5 separate regions of the Mus musculus genome follow, and all the other regions are linked to region 3. The links are chromatin contacts, called in public promoter capture Hi-C maps. All regions are on one chromosome and are shown on one strand. The core of a region is the stretch at or near the end of the contact, and the rest is flanking DNA. Distances in the headings are between cores, read along the strand shown.

Region 1 (2,700 bases), core at 95-2,594, 1.7 Mb after region 3:
TTACTGCTCCAAGGCAGAGTGATGCAGGTCCAGAGCCCTGTTGCTTAAGGCTGAGGCAGGGGTAGAAGGCTGGGTTTGAGCTAGGCGTGGTTTAAGGACTGAAGTCTGAGAGGGCCTGAGATGGTGATACTGAGCTATGGCAAGGAGTATCCAGGTGAGTGGTGATTGAACTCGGGCCTGATTGTGCCTTTTGAGATGAGGATTGGTGTAGAAGTTGATCTGCCTCAGCCTTCTGCCTGCAGTAATTGAGTCACTGCTGTGTGTTTAGTAATGAAGTTATACTTGTGTTTGTGTAGTTTAGATGTGTAGTTGAGTTTCCACGTGCTGGCTAAAGTTTTTTCTTGGTAGATTAAGTCTTGAATACAGGGGCAGTTAATAACTAGCCACTAAGGTGTGCATGTAGGGTTGCTTTGATGTACTAATCGGGGGTGCAAACTAGAATAACTTGCTATGTAAAAAGCTGCTGCAAGAGCTAAAATACTGCCTGTGCATCACAGGTAACTAGACAAAAAGTTACCCTAGAATTGCAACCTCTAACCCGATAGTAGTTTGATGTTGGTTCATATAGGCATTCAGTAAGTGTTAAGTCTGAAAAGCTGAGGATTTAAAAAATGGGCTCTAACAAGTAGGTGAATACTGTATCAAATGCAATGCCCTATTGCTATCATTAACCTTGTGACGTCACTATACATCTATGTGTGTGTATATATATATTTTTTTTTCTTCTCCCTCCCTCACCCCCCAGGGTTTCTCTGTGTAGCCCTGGCTGTCCTGGAACTCACTTTAGACCAGGCTGGCCTTAAATCCGCCTACCTCTGCCTTCCGAGTGCTGGGATTAAAGGCGTGCGACACCACGCCCGGCCCCCCATCTGTATAGTTGCCACTGCTGAGGGCCAAGAAGCCTGGAGACCGCATTCTCCAAGCACACTCTTGAGTTATAGTAAAAATTCAATAATTGTCCTAAGACATCGAACTCTTCCTCAACCCTGTCCCTAGCTGTCTGCAGTTGAGGCTCCCAGCAGGTCACGCAATTCCCGGGTCATCCCTGCATCCCTCCCGCGTACCTCACCATCACCTGTTCTAACCTCCAAGCCTCTTGGGCCTGAGACTAGTCTTTGGGTTCATTCCTGGGGCCTAGGAAACAGCACGATGGGGGGTGTCGGTGCTGGACCCGGGATCCCCCCAAGGATGCCAGAGCTGCAGGGCGCTGTCCGGGGGAGGCCGAATCGAGGAGATCCCGCGCCCAGGGGCTGCAGAGCACGACCTGCGGCCGCCCTCCCGCCCGGGGGCGCCAGGCCTCGCCTTGCCGCGTGGGCCCTGCTGTGACCCGGAAGCGCTCCGGAAGCGGTTCCGGACTGGGCGCCGGCAGGATGGCGGCGGACACGCAGGTGAGGCGGGCGGCTGCGGCGGCCAACGCGGCGGGCGGCGGGGACCGGACCCGGAGCGCGGGCAGTGGGGCGGCGGGATTGCCCGGGCGGAGGCTGCGGCGCCCACGGCCGCGGAGGGCGCAGACGGAAGCGGCGGCGCGGGGGAAGGGGGCGGCGGCTGCTCGCGGCTCGAGGCTCCGGCCGGCCTGGGCGAGCAGAGCGACCCTGGACTCGAGCATCTTGCCATCCGCTTGGCTTCGGGGTAGCGGGTGCCGTGCTGGGGCTGTGCGGGTCCCGGCGGTGGCAGAGCTTACACTCGGCGTCGGCTACGGTTCTCCGGAGCCCGCGGGGCGATGCAGAGGCCCCCCGACTCTGTGCCCACACTCGGAGCGTAGCCTTTTTATGTCCATACGGGTTCGGAGTTGAGCCTCCGCTCGTTGGTTTCGTCAAGGCGTTGGATCAATGACATCACCCCTCAGGGTCTCGGTCCTTTTAACATTTGGTGGTGGTGATAATACCGATATCCTATGTTATTTTATGGGAAGATGTATTGAGACAAAATAGTAGGGTCCCATGTGGGTTTGCTGGGTGTTAACTGGGTCCTGGGTGAGATCTCAAAATGTCTTCACCTGCGAAGAGTCGTGACACCGTTGTGCGTTCACACCTGTGGGTACCTTGCAGTTCAGGGAGGCGTTGAGGCTACCCCCTTCTCCATCTCAGCCTCTTTTGTAGCCTCGTGGAAGGATGAAATAATAAATAAGAAACATAATTTTTTTTTCTCTCCATGTCTCCATCCCACCCTCCCTTTTCAAAAATGTAGATCAAGGCCAGGTAGTGGTGGCGCGGTGGTGGCACGTCTCTAATCCCAGCACTTGGAAGGCAGAGGCAGGTGGATCTCTGAGTGCCAGTCCAGCCTGGTCTACAGAGGGAGTTCCAGGCAGACATGGGTACACACACACACACAAAACCCCTGTCTTGAGAAACAAACAAATTAAAAATATATATATATAGTGAGTTGGCTTTGAACTTGTAGCCATCTTGCCTGTGGCTTCTTAATGGGTGGGTGGGGGGCTTACCCTGCCTGGCAGGAACGTATTTAAAAAACAGTTTGAGTCTCTGGGGTGAGATTAATTGATTTTTATGTTTGATCCTCAAGGCCCGCCAAAGAGGAGCCATTTAACCTGATCATTAAAAAGATGCTTTGCAAGGGTCTTCAGTAAAAGGGTTTGGTAATTTGTTTAGACAGAGCTGCGTCTTAGTGAATCCTAAGAAGGGAAGTTACTTAATGTTTCTGAATATTTAAGAATCTTCTCCCTAGAGTTGTGTTATTTAG
Region 2 (2,700 bases), core at 191-2,690, 1.9 Mb after region 3:
TGTGTAGGTGCACTGTGCACTTATGTGCAGGTGCCCGCAGAGGCCAGAAAAGATCATCTGATCCTTTGGAACCGGAATTACAGGGAGTTGTGAGGGGTTTGAGGTGGGTGCTGGGAATCAAGGGAAGATCCCCTGGAAGAGTCGCAGAGCCATTGCCCCAGCTTTTGCCATTGCGTTAGACAACACTATTTCGAGCTCGCTCTCTAGAATGCGTTTCACGGTTACATAATTTAGAAAAGCTATTCCTAGTAGTCATAGAGTGCAGAGAGCCTCACTCAGTGTTAGCAAATACTACACTCCTTTTTCGAGATTGCCCCTTCACAGGTCAGTTTACACCCTACCCTTGTGTGAATGTAAACAGCGCCGCCTCTTCACAAACACCTTCCCCCACATTGCTAACGAGGCTGGGCACTTTCCACACACTGATGGCCACTGGGTTTTCTCATTGAGAGAAGGGGGCGGTCTAGTGATCCTGGCTTAAATTTACTTGAACATATCTTTGTGGTGAGACCTCACGATCTTGCTGCGGCTCAACCCAAAGGTACAAGGCAGGCAGGCTGGAGTGGGTTCCGATTACTCCTCTGCCTCAGCTGTACCGCACAGCTTCCTGATTCCCCCCCACGTAACCCCGGCGCCTACGTTAGGCGTGGGCGATGGCTCAATTGAGTGCATTCCTGCAGAGGGCTGGAGTTTGTTTCCTAGCATCCTTATCTGAGGCAGGCAGTTCGGGCAGAGCTCCCCGCAGGAGCTCGGACAGAAATGGACAGCGCCGCAGACTCCGCAGGGGACCCCATCTCCAAACACAGCATCCTGCCAACCGCCAATTTCAAACTTCCCAGCCCAACCCCGCCTGGATTCCTTTGCCCTCTTTCTATTGGTCGCTAGTCAAAGGAAGAGACAATGTGATTGGCTTTTCCATTTCACTTCCTCTAGCCCTCCGAGATCTGGGCGGGTCCTGGTGGAGACCCCCGCTGTCCATCAGTAGATGGCGAGCGCTGATTGGTTGAGGCACGGCCGAGACCTGCCCACGTCGTTTCCTTCAAACGTTGGGGCGGGAGACTCAGGGCGGAGCGGAGCGGGGCGAATGTAAGCCGGGGGTCTGCGGAGTGTGAGTCCAGTTTGTGTGTGTGTCTGTTGGGGGATTGGAGAGGCTCTGGGCGGGGGGCAGTCCCCTTTCCCAGGTCTCCCTGGTCGACCCCGTTCATACAGAGCCCACTTTCCCACCCAAGGCCTCAGGATAGCGGGGGGAGGGGGCTCCTGAGGGTCTGCTGCGGCTGCAGCATGGGTGTGCTGGGGGTAGCCCGGGGTCTGTGGGTGCAGCCCTGGGGGCGGGACAATGGGTTCAACCCAGTGTCTCTGGTTCGTCCTTGGGGTGTCCTGGGGGAAGCCTGGGGTCTGGGGCAGGAGTTGTTGTTAGTGTCTCTGGGTGTGCTGCCGGAGGACCTCAGGGCCCCTTAAAGAGGACCCATTCCCCTGTAGACCAGTCTCTGTCCCCTGCAAGCTTTACCTGCATTCTTGCCCATGGCGCTTCCCATTTTCTGTGTGATCTTATCTCCCTCACTTAATCTCTCTGTTCCTGTGTCTTCATTCTATGAGCTGGACTGAGGCCTTGGGTGGGAAAGTGGGCTCTGTATTCTATTCCGTGCCTAACCCAGCGCCTCCTTCTTGTGTCTTTCTCCCTCTCTAGCCTATCTGGTCAGTCAGGCAACCGATCTTCCTCAGGATCATTGATCTCTGTACCCTCCAGGGGCAGTGAACCTTCCTTTCCCTGGGATAATCCTCAAGGCTCACTGATCAAACCCTTTGGGCTTGGTTCACAGGTTAGGTCTATGTAGCTACGCGACATCAGATATTTGTGTTCGTCAGGGTTTTCTAGGGGAAAAGAGCTGGTAGAATGGAAAAGTGGAGATTTATTAGGCTGCAGTCTGCTAGTCCACCAATGGCTGGTAGTTCTTTTGGAAATGATTTATTTCCATCCCTTATGTGTATGAGTACCTTTGGCCTTCCTGTGTCTGTGCCCCATGTGCCGTGGAGGCTGGTCGCCACCTCCTCATCCTGATCTCTTTAGGGAGACACGACTCTGCCAAGCCCTTCCTGCCTTCAATGTCAGTACCCGCTTGACTTTCCCCAGTGTTCCTTCGGCGTTGGCGGAGAGATGTTGAAGTTCAAGTATGGTGTGCGGAACCCGCCGGAGGCCAGTGCCTCCGAGCCCATTGCCAGTCGGGCCTCCAGGCTAAATCTCTTCTTCCAGGTAAGCAGCTGCCAGCCAGCGATGCACACCCGTGTCTGCTGTGGTAGCCGTCTTTGGTTGTATTATGGACAGAGACTGGTATTCTTAGGGTAATCCTGTTTGTTCTTTTACATGTCCTGCCTGAGCTGGACTGAGGTGCCACTGTGCTGATGATTACGTACGTGGCTGGACGTGCCCCAGGGGAGTCCCCTCATTTCTCATACTCCACACTTTTTTTTTTTAAGATTTATTTATTATTATATGTAAGTACACTGTAACTGATTTAAGACACACCAGAAGAGGGCATCAGATCTCATTACAGGTGGTTGCTGGGATTTGAACTTAGGACCTCTGGAAGAGCAGTCAGTGCTCTTACCCGCTGAGCCATCTCGCCAGCCCATACTCCACACTTTTAAACTTTTGCTTCTTTCAATGGAAGAAACCAAAATTGTCTCTAGGGTGTATTTGTG
Region 3 (2,700 bases), core at 142-2,641:
AGATTCGATGTTTAATGTCAGGCTGGCTATCCAAACATCACTGCGTGTGACACACACTCCCCAAGTCTCCCTAGGTCAGTGTTCTCTAACATGTCCAGAACCAAGCACTGTGTTCAGCTGCTCTGAAGCTGCGGACAGACAGGAATATGAACTACCATTTGCCTTCACACCCGAGAAGGAGGCAGGAAGCAACTACTTGTACTTCATCATGTTCTTCCCTCTACTAGCAGGCCCTGGTGTCAGGGTGCTGCCAGACAAGGACAATAAGACGCTTTATTATATAGGGTGACTAAGAGCCTCGCAAGTACTGTTTTAGAATATAATCCCGGTAGGGAAGGCCACGGGATGGGAGTACAATTATTTCGTGCCAACCATTTCCAAAACTAAACATATTGTGGCCCTGCGAATAAGCACGCTCTGCGGTCAATTCTCTTTCAAATGCTTACAGGAAGCAATTCCGGGAGAGACGAACAACTTGCAATTTGCTTCTCACTCTGAATCCCACGACCGAAATGTGTAGAGCAAGCCGTTCTGACACCACAAAACAAGGGCAGCCTACATGAAGGCCAAATATAGGATGTGATTCTAAACCACGACGGAGAGAAAGCCTGCATTTCCTTTTCCAGCCTGCAAAAAAAAACCCTTTGAACACTCCCAAAAAAGGACGTCGGGGCCGGCACCTCCCTCCGGGAGGAAGCCCCTTTCTTCTCCGAAAGCCCTGCAGCCGGCTACTTCCCCCCAGCTCATTCACATCACTGGAGATAGATAGGGCTGCTGTGCGTACGCCCGCCGGGGGACCGGCGGCAGAGCTGGGCTGGGCGTCCCCACCCTCCACCTCTGATGTCATCCTAGCCATCTCGGCGCGGCTGAGCCCCACCTGCCCCGCGGGTCACTAGGTTCCGCACCCGGGACAGGGTTCCTCCTCCAGGCCACGCCACTGCAGCCCGCCCCCGCCCCAGGTCTTCAGGGTCCAGGAGGCCATGCACTGCGAGCCAGGCGGAGCCCCGCCCGGGCGCGCCCCGCACACCGGGGGTCCCCCGCGGACCCAGCCCCACGTGAGCGCTCGGCCGCAGGCTCTTCGCAGCGCTCAGACACCGCCTCACGGCTGCCGGGCCCACGGCTGCCCGCAGACGGCCATTCCCCAGCCGCAGCGCCCGGGGCATGCGCGTGCGCCCCGCACCACTCGGCGCCGCCGGCTCCTGTCAGCCGAGAGCTTCACACGCGGGGTCCCGGAGGCCGGCCCGCCCGCCCCGGGCTCGCTCCGGAGCTGCCCCGTCCTGAGCGCGCGCTGCTTACCAGAGCCCGGGTGCCTGAGGCGCCGCCGAAGTCCCTGCTGCAAAGCCCCGCGAAGCCTCCAACCGCTGCCGCCTCCCGCCTGGCACTGAGCGCCGCGCGGGGGAGGGGCGCGGCCGCCGCTGCCCAGGCCTTCGCGCGCGCGGGCCCCGCCCCCGCGCCGGGGCCGCGCCCAACCAGCGCCGCCGAACCACGCTTCACCACGCCCACTTCCGGAAGGTCCCGGTTAGATGCCCGGCTCTCCTTAGAGCGCCCCCTGTGGTGGCGCGGGGAGGTGCAAGGAGACTCGGAGCCCACGCCCGCTTTCCGGGGCACTTGAATGGCCGGGTGGCCACGCCCACGGGCTCCTTCCAGCCCCACCCAGGTCTTTAGAACCAGAGCGGGCGTTCTTAAGCTCCACCCACGGCCCTGCAGAGCCTCTCTATGAGGATGGTCGTTTGAGCGCATCTAACTGCCCACCGAGTCCGTGAGCAGGGCTTGGTTTCCCCCCGCCCCCAAAACCTAGCTTCCCCCAGTTGAGCGCCGCAAATCCCCGCTCGGATTTCCTGAAGACCCGGGGAACCTATGATCATCCTATTTGCTGTACCTCAAGCCCCGCCCACAGCCCTGAGCGTACTTAAACCGTAAGCCCCGCCCCAAGTTCTTAGCCCCACCTCCATCAGGGCTGGTTCAACCCTCTCACCCACGCTCTCTCCCACTACTCTCCAGGGCAGGGTGGCAACCCTTGGGCTGGACCACACCTATGAGAGAGAGCTAAGGAGAAGCAATGAAGACTCCCTGGCTAAAGTCCCTCCATATGAGCACGTGGATATGTGTCCTAGCCCTGTTACTCTCAAATGAAGTGACCCAGGGACCATTTCACTCACCTCTTTGGATTTCAGTTTCCTAATCTTGAGTGTAAGGTTATCCCACTATTAGCCAAAGCCCCTTCAGAAATATCAAGCTTTGAAATACCAAGATCTAAGGAAACTGCGTCCAGAGATCTGGGCCAGCTGAGGGGTTGGGCCATTTATTTCCCAAAGCAAGGCATCTTTACAATTCGCAGAGGGATGAATTTTCACTTTGTTTTAGCCTCAGAGATGTCCAGGAATCTGTGGTCGGCATTCAGTGGTAGAACCCCTGAATTCTTGTTGCAGGAATTAAGATAAACTGCCACCTCAAAACAGAAGGCACACGCCTTTAGTCCCAACACTGAGGAGGCTGAGGCAGGTGGATCTCCGTCAGTAGTTCCAGGCCAGCCTGGTCTACATACTGAGTTCCAGGACATCCAGGGATATGTAAAGAAACTCTGTCTCTAAATAAGTAAATAAAATAAAATTAGGCAAAGTGTGTGTGTGTGTGTGTGTGTGTGTGTGTGTGTGTGTAAATTATGTGTTGTGTAAATCTAGGTCTACCAGAATGAAGCAG
Region 4 (2,700 bases), core at 123-2,622, 1.2 Mb after region 3:
TTTTCAATCCTACTTATGGAAGAATCTAGAGCGGTTTTCTCCAAAGAATGAATTGGGGGGGGGGGGGGTAAGGTAACCTATAACAGAAGTGCCTAGGGCAGAGACCCGAGTCCCAGCTAGTTAAGTTAAAAAAAAAAAAAAAAGTTTGTCTACTGTGTCTAGAGACTGCCCAGGAACCTGTATTTTTAACCATCTGTTCTCAAAAATTCTCATTTGGCCGTTGTGAACCTGTATTTTTAACCATCTGCCCTCAAAATTCTCATTTGGCCGTTGTGAACTGTGAAACTCTGTAAAACCCACTTTCCCCCTAAGCTGGGATCAAACGTCTTACGATCACCCGGGGGTCACACTCAAACCTTACACAGGTTGACCTCATAGGCAGGATGGGCTGCGATATACCGACACCCGTCGGGTGGCTTTGACTTTTAAGCATACAAATTCCAAAGGAGGGGAGGGGAGGGGTGCCACAGTCAAACTTTCCCGTACTATTCCCCCTTCGAAGACTCCCTGCCGTTCTGGCGAAGAATCAAGCCTCAGTCCCGGGCTTGGAAGGGGCACGGAAAACGGCGGGTGATCTGTAGGGTGGGCAAAGCATCTCCTGGAAACCGTCGCGATGGATGGCAGAGCAGCGGAGTCGATGACCTCCAACCTGCGAGGCCTCCAGGCGCCAGGCAAAAGGCCACCCTTGCCTTTTACATTCCCAGCTTGGGTGGGATGAGGGGCTGGGGCAAGGTAAAATGAGAAAGGGTCTAAATATAAACTTCTCGCCAACTCTATGCCTCGATGGCTCTTGGAAGCTTCCAGTCAGGGCTAGGCCCTGGGTCCTGGCCAGGTCCCTGGAGGGTGGGGGGTTGGGGGGCTGGGGGTAGGTTCACTGCAGAGAGAAACTTCGTTCCAAGGCTGTGGTCTCCCGGCTGGAGAGGAAGGGGTTCGAGGCCCGCAGCTGCGCCCTGCTCCCAGGCTGCGGACCCCCCCAGGCTCGGCCGGAGGGGCTCTCACCTCGGCCCACCCGGCCTTCCAGAGGGTCCTTGCGGAAGTGGATCCCGTGCACGTCCACATGCGCCTCGCCGCCTGCGTTCACTGCCCAGATGACGCTCTCCGGCAGTCCGGCCCCGGCGGCGCCGACCACGCCGAGCCCCGGACCCCGGAGCTTCGGTCCCAGCAGCAGCAGCAACAGAAGCAGCCGGAGAAGCGCCACAGCGGTTCCCTCGGCTCCCCGGGGCCTCAGCATGGCGGCCACCACGGCGGGGGCAGCCCCTGCCGACCCTCGTCCTCGGCCGGCCGCCCCCAACTCAGGAGAACAGCGCAGCGGACCGTTCTGCCTCGGCAACCCGGGACATGTCGCTCTCAGGGCCTCCTCCTCCTCCTCCTCCACCTCCTCGGCCTTGGGGCGCCGCCTCCCACCTCGGGAGCAACCTACCCCGACGCCCAGCCCTCAGCCCGGAGCGCCTCAGCCAATCAGAGGGAGGCCCTCATGAATTACCCACCACCCCGCCGAGAGCGGCCGCGCCATTGGCTGGTGCGTCCGGGGAGGGGAGTGGCCGCGCCTAGGCTCCGGCCCAACCACGGGGCACGAGAAGGAGCGCGCGCCCAGGGAGGGAGTTCGGTTGAAGCGGCGGTTCCATGCGGAAGTGGCGGGTGCAGCGCCCAGGCCGCCCCGGAATCCCACAGTCGACTGGGAAAGGTGGCCTGGGCCGGGGAAGGTTTAGAGAAGGGCGCACTGACACGTCGCCAACACTTCCGGTGCTCTAGAGCTGGGGACCGAGTCAGCTCAGAAGGGGGCGTTGCCGCCTTTTCCATCCCTCCTCCTTCAACTCAGAAAGCAAGAGCCCAGGCTCTTGCAAGCCGAGCGATGGTTTGTCCCCGGGTGGAGCATCGGGGCCCGTCTCTCCCTTGGATGCCATGTGAACAGGTGGCGGGACACGCGAGTCCCGCGAGGATACGGTCCCCACCGTCACCCCTTAGCAGGCGCTTGGTGTGTGGTAGCGTCCAGGAGGCCGTCCAATCAGAATGCTCCAACGCAGCGGAAACGCGTGGCTGTTAGGGGGAGGGGGCTCCAGGGTGCCTGCGTCTCCATGGCGACGGTCCCTGGCGGGCCTGGAAACCTAAGTGGAGCTAGGGGCTTCCTCCTCCTCCTCCTGCTGGGGACCACTGGCACGACCCGAGCTCCCTGCTTTGGCATTTCACACAGCGCTCTTCTGCGTTATTGTCCATGCCCTTGGGTATCTGCCTCAACTCCCATTTTTCCGACCCAGCCAAGCGGGGGAAGTGGAATCATTTGTTCCATAAGTACTTATCCTGTCCATACAGATAATGCGGACAAAACATGGAAAGCCCGGTTGAATTTGATTTTTGAGGTTCAGAAAAAGGAACATAAAACAACTCTGGGCGCGCTGACGCCAGGTGACGCGTGCCTGTATTCTCAGAGGTTAAAGCAGGATGATTACCGGGAGTTTTAAAAGGCCAGCTTGAGCTCCAAGAGTGCGATCCTGTCTCTATAACAATAAATAGGAGGCTGGAAAGATGGCTCGGTGTCTAGAGCGCTAGCTGCTTTGGCAGAGAACATGGGTTTTTTTACCCCCAGTCCCCTTAAGGCTGCTAAGGATGTGGGGGCCCAAAGGCCAGGAGGTCGTGGCACATGCCTTTAATCCCAGCACTTGGGAGGCAGAGGCAGGCGGATTTCTGAGTTCGAGGCCAGCC
Region 5 (2,700 bases), core at 37-2,536, 1.4 Mb after region 3:
CACACACACACACACACACACACACACCATGAAAGCCAAGCCCATATAACCTACCGCACACAAACAGGCATAATATTTAGGCAAAAAGTTGTCAAGTACTCTAAGCGCTTAGCCCATTTACTTAATAGTGTGTATTAGCAAACTCAAGGACTGAACCTAAATGAACTGAATGCAGGGTCTGCATGCTTTACTATCACGCCGAGCAACGCCATCCCAACATGAGTCCTCTTAAACAGAGGAGCAGACCCGGTGCCAGATTTAAGTCTGAAAATCCTCGGGCCTCACCCTCTCTTATTCAAACTTGAATGCCACCCAAAGCTAATCCGACACTAGAAGAGAAAACAAAGTCAATTGTTTTAGAGCCTGGACCGACGGTGAGTCACACAAAGCCAGGTCTTGAGGCCTTCTGTGAGGTGCTTGCCACCTGGATGACCTTAACCCTTTCCAAAATCTCAGATCCCTCATCTGCAAAATGGGGCTAAGAATAGCGCCTACTTCAGCCAGCTGTTTTGAATATGAATGCAAGGGCCCAAATTAACCACGCAGCGCAGATCGGCTTAACCGTAAATACTGGATGTCAGTGCAAGCGGAAGGTGGGTCGTTTGTCCCTCCTCCCCCAAGTGACCCGGCAGACCCGCCGGCTCTTACCACTCTTGGGTTTAGACTCGCCGGCCGGCCCCGCCGAGGCGGAGCGGGGCGGCTGTTGCCCTTTGCTGCTGCCCGAGGAGGCGGAGGAGCTGTTGGAGCCGCTGTTCTTGTCCATGTCGGAGGCGGTGGCGGCGGCGCTGGGGGAGCTCTGCGGCATCAAAGGGGGCCTCGGCGGCGACGGCGGTCGGAGCGGAGCGGGCGCGGCGGGGACCCAGGCTCATGGCGTTCAGGGCCGGCGGGGGTCGGCGGCGGCAGCGGTTCTCGGCCTTCATGGCGACATTTTTCCTTGTTTCCTTCCTCAGCTTCTCAAAATGGAAGGAGAAGCGGCAAGGTGGGGTTGTGGGGCCCAGAGGCGGCGGTGACCGAAGAGGAGGACGAGGACGAGGAGGAGGAGGAGGAGGAGGCCGGGGCTCGGAGGTCCGGGCCGGGCCTGGCGGGGCAGAGGCTGCGGGGGAAAGGGAGGCGCGGGAGGGTCGCGAGCCCCGCCGGCCGGCCGGACACGCTCTCCCGCCGCGGGGCAGGAGAGAGGGCTGGCTGTCTCGGTGCCGGGGACCGGGGTCTCCGACACAGCGACCGACACTCGCCTCTGGGCCGAGGCCGAGCTGCTCCGGGAATGGCGACGAGTCGCCAAACAGCATCTCCAAGAACCCGGATGGACTATTTATATAGTTGCCAGGCGGGCGTGGTGCATTCTGGGAAGTGTAGTCTTTTACCTACATCCGGGTCCTAGGGGAGGGACCGCTTGTGCCTGCCAATGCTTTTTTTCTCTCTTCCCTGTTCGAGGTTTCTTTTCCTTCCCGCCTCCCTAGCGGGTTCCTTCTTTTTGAGACAATGTTTCATTTTGTAGTCCTAACGGGACCTGAACTCTTTGTGTGCAACAGTCTGGCTTCCAATTCACAGATATTCCTCGCCAGTGCTTGGATTTTTTTCTTTTTTTAAAAAAAAGATGTGTGGGTGTCTGGCCTCCTACAATACCAAGCAAACACGTGGTATACAGACATACTCATATAGACAAAACACCCATACACAAAATTTTTTAGAAAACCAAGTGGAGTGTGATGGCCCACCTGCAATTCCGGTGCACCGGAGACAAGAGATCTGGAAATTCCCAGAACAAACTGGCTAGCCAGACTAGCTCAAATGGTGAGTCTACCTAGCCATTCTGTGAAGAATGTGGAGAGTCTTGGAGGAAAACACTCAATGGCAGCCTCAGAACTCCATGTACACCTGTGCATACGTGTAAGATTTTTCATACACGTATGCATGCCACATTCATATATAAAGATCGGTAAGAAGCAACATTCGAAACACCAACAAAGAGAAACAACATAGTACAGTTAAGTAAGGAGATGCTAATCAAACACGTTTCAATAGAAAAGCATCCCAGCTTGAGAGGGATAAAAGAGGACTTCTTAGAAATGCTGTGTCATGTGACACACACAGGACGAATGGAATTTGGGGGGGGGGGGCTGTTAGGGATCAAATCCAGAGCTCCATGCTCACAATCTAGTTTTCTACCTCTAAGCTACTACCTCATCTAGCCGATGAGTGGAATTTTAGCAATCGTGTATGTAGGAGAACTAGAGTGGCTCATGCCTGTATCACTAATACTCAAGAAGCAGAGACAGAAGACGGATGCCAGTGGTGCACATCTTTAATCTCAGCACTCAGGAGGCAGATGCAGGTGGATCTCTGAGTTCAAGGCCAGCCTGGTCTACAGAGCAAGTTTCAGGTCAGCTGGGGCTACACAGAAAAACCTTGTCTCAAAAAAATAAATAAATAAACAGAGACAGGAAGTGCAGAGTGTAAGGCTAGCATGTGCTACATAGTGAGACCATGTTCCTTATAAGAGAGAAAAAGAATAAAAGCAGACAGTGTAGTGTAGTCACAGGGCCCTTGCATGGGCAAAGTTCTGATTTGATCCTCAGTATCATAAATGGGAAAGGAACAAGAATGTGCGGGCCAAGCCAGGCAGTGGTGGCGCACACCTTTAATCCCAGCACTTGGGAGGCAGAGGCAGGGCAAAAAAGAAAGAAAAGAAAAGAAAAAAAG

Evidence for each region. Promoter capture Hi-C pulls out the DNA fragments that hold promoters and counts their contacts.
Region 1: a contact with region 3 is called in a promoter capture Hi-C map of pre-B cells, with 5 times the contacts expected there. The contact joins the promoter of Gcn1 here to the promoter of Coro1c in region 3. A contact is called at or near these places in 2 of 39 promoter capture datasets (liver and pre-B cells).
Region 2: a promoter capture Hi-C map of pre-B cells shows a contact between it and region 3, with 3 times the contacts expected there. The contact joins the promoter of Cit here to the promoter of Coro1c in region 3. A contact is called at or near these places in 2 of 39 promoter capture datasets (liver and pre-B cells).
Region 4: a contact with region 3 is called in a promoter capture Hi-C map of liver, with 4 times the contacts expected there. The contact joins the promoter of Mlec here to the promoter of Coro1c in region 3.
Region 5: a contact with region 3 is called in a promoter capture Hi-C map of liver, with 3 times the contacts expected there. The contact joins the promoter of Rnf10 here to the promoter of Coro1c in region 3.

The regions. Positions count from the first base shown.
Region 1 is chr5:115,563,919-115,566,618 of GRCm38.p6, forward strand. Gcn1 (GCN1 activator of EIF2AK4) reads left to right here and starts at 1,345. Exons shown (of 58, transcript NM_172719.2): 1 at 1,345-1,388. The coding sequence starts at 1,371.
Region 2 is chr5:115,844,216-115,846,915 of GRCm38.p6, forward strand. It overlaps Cit (citron), which reads left to right and starts at 1,441. Exons shown (of 47, transcript NM_007708.3): 1 at 1,441-2,251. The coding sequence starts at 2,156.
Region 3 is chr5:113,907,315-113,910,014 of GRCm38.p6, forward strand. It overlaps Coro1c (coronin, actin binding protein 1C), which reads right to left and starts at 1,392. Exons shown (of 11, transcript NM_011779.3): 1 at 1,297-1,392.
Region 4 is chr5:115,156,804-115,159,503 of GRCm38.p6, forward strand. It overlaps Mlec (malectin), which reads right to left and starts at 1,373. Exons shown (of 5, transcript NM_175403.3): 1 at 1,000-1,373. The coding sequence starts at 1,231. Gm35465 (a long non-coding RNA gene) reads left to right here and starts at 2,696. Exons shown (of 2, transcript XR_387598.3): 1 at 2,696-2,700.
Region 5 is chr5:115,271,609-115,274,308 of GRCm38.p6, forward strand. It overlaps Rnf10 (ring finger protein 10), which reads right to left and starts at 1,287. Exons shown (of 17, transcript NM_016698.2): 1 at 649-1,287. The coding sequence starts at 805.